Linked DNA regions of Cricetulus griseus: region 1 is linked to region 2. The links are chromatin contacts, called in public Hi-C maps. All regions are on one chromosome and are shown on one strand. The core of a region is the stretch at or near the end of the contact, and the rest is flanking DNA. Distances in the headings are between cores, read along the strand shown. Region 1 holds the start of Nuf2 (kinetochore protein Nuf2). Region 2 holds the start of Rgs5 (regulator of G-protein signaling 5).

Region 1 (3,032 bases), core at 385-2,884, 130 kb before region 2:
TGAAGTCAGTTATTTCGTAGATTAAAATGATGAAGCTTTCAGAGGGAAGAAAAGGTAAATAAGCATTCAATATTTTTCATCTAAGTCTCAGCTTTTGAAACTGCTCATAAAAACATTACAAAGAGGATACTTGCTAAAGCAAGCTGCACCTAGATTAGAGATTTTACCAACAGAGTAGGTATAAAATATCTTCATGACTCTTAATCTCACACTACCCTCTGCCAATGTTTCACTGCTGTGTGGTTAATCCTTATAAAACATCAAATCCTTACAAATGTACAGTTGGCTTGCCTACCACACAGATTTCAATCTTTTTCACTTTAGTTTCTCAAATCTATAATAATCTAGTGCTCTTTCTGGTCCAAGTTAATCCCTTCAAGACTTCTCCTAAACTTCCAATGTCTCATTACAACTGCTTGGGAATTTCTGAGGATCAGTTTCCCAAGTTAAAATTACCAAGAGGCTTACACCTGCAATTAGTGGGTATAATGGCTTCTTCTCATCCAAATTCTCAGTCTTTTGTAGTGCAATTTCAGTTCCAACGTGTGTGTGTGTGTGTGTGTGTGTGTGTGTGTGTGTGTGTGTGTGTGTGCGTTTACAGACAGTGAAAGAGGCCTTTAGTTTGAGCTCTTAGCTCAGACTAAAGTACTTTATAGTTACAAGGACTCTCTGACATGTTTGCTAATGACTCCTGTTTCTCTTTTATTTGTAACACTACAATGCTAAGCACAGCATGTCCTGGCATAACAGTTAAATTTTATACATGTGGTTTTGCAATGCAAAATTAAGCAAGCAAGCAATTCCCAATTTTAAAGAATTAAATAAAATAGTTCCTCAAAATCTTGATGAGGGCAGGGCAGTGGTGGCACACGCCTTTAATCCTAGCACTCCAGAGGCAGAGGCAGGAGGATCTCTGTGAGTTCGAAGCCAGACTGGTCTACAAAGCTAGTTCCAAGGCAGCCAGGACTGTTACACAGAGAAACCCTGTCTTGAAAATCAAAAGAAAGAGGAGGAGAAGGAGGAGGAGGAGGAGGAGGAGGAGGAGGAGGAGGAGGAGGAGGAGGAGGAGGAGAAAAAAATCATGAGAAGGGTCATGTGTTGTACAGGAGTAGAGCCATATACGCTCAGGTCCCTGATTTTTTAATTAAATACAACATTTTCGCCTTTTGATTCGTGGTTCTGGGTGTAATAAAGAGATGGTGGAACAACGGAGATACGTAGAAAACTGACAAGCATTCACAAGGAAACATATCCCACTGACACCACCCTTGTGGCTCACACCTGTAATTTTAGCACTTGGGAGCTGGAAGTAATAGGATTAGGAATTCAAGACTAGCTTCGGGTACTTACTGGGTTCTAGGCCAACTTGGATTCTTTAGACCCTGCTTCAAATCAAAACACATAAGCTTAAGTCAGCGAACCCAGGCGCCCCAACCCTAGGCCTCCTCCCCGCCCTCCGGCGCCCGCTCGCACTCACCTGCGGTCCCAGAAGCTCCGGGAAGAGCAGATAGTAGCCAAGCAATCAACCAAAAAACACCAACCGCTGTCACTTTTCAAATCAGCCGCCTTCTCATGCGGAACCCGCCCTTTTCCGCAGAGTGCTCTTCCGGCGCGACGGGTGCCGGAAGGGCTCAATAGACCCACGATGGGTGGGGCTTGATGTGCATTGCAACAAGCCTGGCCCCAGGCGGGCGGAACCATTATTCCGAGCCTCGGCTTCTATTCGGAACTGCAAATCCACTGGACAGGAGAGCGCAGCTGCTAGGGGGCGGAGTTCCGGGAGGTGTTTACTAGGTTGTCGGTGACTTTCTCCGGAGCTGTGTCGCCGGCGTCCGAGTTAGCGAGCAGAAGGTTTGCTGGTCCCATCCATTAGGCTCAGAGAGTGACAGTGGATAAAGGGTTCTCCACTGAATCAAAAGCATTGTAGAGAATCCTGGCGTAATAATGACAGTGTCGCTGTCTGATGAGCATTGATGAGGTCAGGTTCTGCCGTGGATATTTGTACACTTCATTTCACTTAAAGTTCATGAACGCTTGGGACGGGAACGCGAGCGGATGGCTAGACATTGTTAATTTGCCTTAGAAAGAATGCCCTGCGTTAAAGAGATTGCGCGAGTGACCCAAAGCCGCCCGTAGCATTTCAAAAGTAGTCTAGCCAGAATCTGGGTAAAGAGGACCTAAGTCCCCTGTAAGCAAGACTTGGAGAGATGGGAGGTACCTAATAGTTCATTTGATCAGGGCCTCTCTCACATTCAAGAATGCTGCTCTGAGAGAAGTAATTTGGAATGATCTGGAGTAAAACTAAATCTCTGAATCTTAGTCTCTTCCTGTCTCCTAAAATCCCTCCCCTGGAGCCAGGCACCACAAGTGCTTTCTACAGATTAAGGTAAATAGTCCTGTCTGCTCCATACAGTATCATTAAGATTCGGGGAATTAGTTCATATAGTGTGCTAAATAAAGTGACTGGCAAAATTGTGAATCCCCAATAAGTATTATCTATATTTTGATTTATTTGTAAATGGTTTGTAGTTTTTTTTTTAAATCACAACTAGTAAGTGCTAAAAAACAAAAACAAAAACCAAAACTAAAACGTTGAGCGTCCAAACAAGTGAATTACATGAAGACCAAGAGTATAGAGACTATATGGTCTTTCTCTGAAGAAAAGTTGAGATGAATGTGTAATCAAAGCTATTTGAGGTGTGGTTTTTGCTATAAATTTAACAGCTAGAAGTGTGTTAGAATTTGAATTGTTTATAAAATAAACTAATAGTTTATTCAAATTTCTTAATTACAAGGATAAAACTGATTTTCTTCAAAAGTTAGTGCGAGCGCGCACTAATGACTGTGTGCAGGCACGTGTACATGTGCATATGTAGGGCAGAAGTAAACCTTGAGTGACATCCTTGGAAACAACACCTACTTTCTTGGAGATGGCTTCTCTAATTGGCCTGTTGCTCACCCATCAGACTAAACTGAGCCACCAGTGAGTTCTAGGGATGCCTTCCTCCTCCTCCTCCCCATTGGTGGGATTA
Region 2 (2,940 bases), core at 171-2,670:
TAGAAACTTCTTATCCCATTTCCTATTTTATCCTCATTTTACAGATCATGTTGTTAAGGCCCAGCTTTTGTAAGTTCACTCAGATCGTAAGTGGCTACTGGAGAATAAGATGATCTATTCAAGACCAATTCTAGGTTATTTTCAGTAGGTAACCATTTATGTTAATGGTTAGTTATGGGTGGCTGTTTCTCAATGGCTTCGTGATCGGTGTATGAAAGCAAGATCACTGTACCTACAACGAAACCAAACTGAACACATTCTTTTTGAGCAAACACTTAATAAGCTGATGTAAACTGTTTATATAATTTATTCCATAATATCAACAAAGTCCCAGTTGTTTGTGTTCTGCTTGTGCCTTGTATGAAAGATTCGTTGACCCACAATAGGATCAGAGAGTTGAGATTCTTATGCCCTTGTGGTTGATATTAGACGACCAAAACCTCAGAGACAGTGACTGGATCTGGGGCTAAGCAGGGATCAAGCCACAGGTGCCATCTCTAGGAGTGAACATCAGTTGCACCTTTACAAATTCACTTTAACATGGACAGTGGGCACTACAATAGGCTCCCCAGTCCAAATCTGAGCCTCACTCTTGTGACTAGAGAGAGACTGTTATTTGTACCAAACATGGATCTTGATCAGATCAGCAGGGACAGTTATTGGTGGCCCCACAGGAGCTGAATTTTCTAAACAAGCTTGCAGATCACCACAGAGAAGTGAATATCTGACTAGAGCAAATACCCAGTGACCTGCACCCATCTCACATTGTAGCAATTGGAGGCAGCTAAAAATGTAATGGGCTAATAGGTTCCGTTGTTTCTAACTCTTTTGGTTTTGCCTTTTACTCCACAGGAGACTTCCAAACAAGTAGTAGTGTGTGGCCTGGGACAGGCACACAGCAAAGATACTGCTTGCTAGTCTGTTAAGTAAACAAGTGAGAAGAAACTGCATTTGGCCTTAGTCTTATGAAAAAGTTAGCTTATTTGAACAAGTGTCCTATTGATTATGCGTGCACGTGTGTGTGTGTGTGTGTGTGTGTGTGTGTGTGTGTGTGTGTGTACATTTGTATAGAGGCCAGAGGACAACCTAGGCTGCCATCCCTCAGGGGTTTTATTTTATTTTTTGACATAGAGTCCTCTCCCTGGCCTGTAATTCATAAAGTAGGCTAGTCTGGCTGGCCAGTGAGTACTCAAGAAACTATTTGTCTCCCGCTGTCCCAAATTGGGATGGTAAGTCAATGCCGGAGTTCCTGACAGTTTTTAAAACCTAGTTTTTGTATTCTTCATGCTTGCAAAGTGAGTGATATATCTATTGAGCCCCTCCCTACTGCTTTGTTGCATTTGCCGTTGAGAGCATCTGAGTGAGAACAGTTTGGGCACACACAAAAATGGCAATAGTTGTTGTTAAGTCTGACGGGAAATGGTGGAACATAACCAGAGCTTGAAGGACGTAAGAGATAAATGCGTTTTCTATAAATATGCCATATTTGACAGCTGGCATTGTCAATTCCAGTTTTTCAACCATCTTATAGCTGAGAATGTTGTATAATGTAGTTAATCACGTGAGCCTTGGGAAGCAGCTGTCATTGCTGGAGCCACATCTGAGTTCCGTAACAGCAATGGCACTGAATATTTCTTGCTGTCTTTCTTTACCTTTCTACCACTTCCATCACTGAGGGTTATTTTATGCAAACTAACTCTAGGGTCATTTGTCTAAGGTACCAAATATAAATTATGAGAATCAGGTAAGAAGTTAGGTATGTATTTTAATGTACCACACTGCATTAGATGGCTGAAACAAAAGGAATGGGTGGTTTCGTTTTAGCCAGATGGAAGTAGTAGGTGCCAGAGTGATAGTCTTTCTCCATACAAATGGCTCAGCCCTGCTGTATCCAAAGCCTTGAAGGTCAATCATGATTTAAAGCAGTCATGTTCAGAAGAACTCTGTGTGTGTGTGTGTGTGTGTGTGTTCGTTCATGAATTTCCATGGGTATTTATTGCTTTTTTAGGAGCAAGAAGCATATAGTTTTTCACCTTTGTGGAAAGCAGCCTGTATAGGGTTTTCTTAGCCAGCTCCAGGGTTCTTTCTACAGCCGCTGTAGCTCATGTCTCTTGTGGCCAGCAGGGGGCATCTGCAACACAGATTTGGGTTGCATTGAGTTTAACCATCCAATAATAATAGATCAAGCCTTTTTGGAAACCTGTTTGGAAAATGCTGCTCTACACATCCCAAGCTTCCTACTGAGTGTCTTTCTTTATGTATGTGTTACAAGCACAGGAGTCTTGACGGTCCCTCTGTCTCTTTAACATAGCAAGGTGTAGTCTTGCATTATTTTCAGCTGTCTCTTCTCATTAAAATATACCCTATGTAAGTGATATGAATAACTGAATGTATGTTCCACTTAAGCCTTGCTTGCCTGTTTTCTCCTCACTTTCCATTTTCTTTTCTTTCTTGTTTTTATTTTTAGTGCTGGAAATCTACGCAGGCCCTCACCACATGCTAGGCAGGCACTCACCACGCTTCATCTTCAGCCTCATACGTCTCTAACTCCAGTTACTTTAAAGGTAGAAACTGAACTTGTGGCTTCAAGTCTCTCCAGTCAACCAAATTAGACGTCATATTCAGAAGATGTCAGGGAGTTGGTGGGGCGCAGCTGAAGATGCTGGCTAACAAACATTGGGGGATGTGTGTGTGTGTGTGTGTGTGTGTGTGTGTGTGTGTGTGTGTGTGTGTGTGCATTTCCATGGGTATTTATTGCTTCTTTTGTTTTAGGAAGCAAGAAAGCACATAGACTTTTCACTTGCATCCCATCCACATTTTTCAGTGATGGAACAAACATCTACGACATAGTTTGCATGGTGTACAATGGTGCCTATTGGAGTTGTTCCAAACATCACCAGGACCAGAAACATCATCTTAATCCTTGAAACATCTAGAAGC

The links. A called contact is a pair of places that touch in the nucleus more often than the background predicts.
Region 1: a Hi-C map of fibroblasts shows a contact between it and region 2, with 4 times the contacts expected there. The contact joins the promoter of Nuf2 here to the promoter of Rgs5 in region 2. A contact is called at or near these places in 3 of 8 Hi-C or Micro-C datasets (the CHO-K1 cell line and fibroblasts).

What each region holds. Positions count from the first base shown.
Region 1 is chr5:23,237,742-23,240,773 of CriGri-PICRH-1.0, reverse strand. Nuf2 (kinetochore protein Nuf2) reads right to left here and starts at 1,634. Exons shown (of 14, transcript XM_027417088.2): 1 at 1,478-1,634.
Region 2 is chr5:23,105,644-23,108,583 of CriGri-PICRH-1.0, reverse strand. Rgs5 (regulator of G-protein signaling 5) reads left to right here and starts at 1,420. Exons shown (of 6, transcript XM_035445811.1): 1 at 1,420-1,449. The coding sequence starts at 1,420.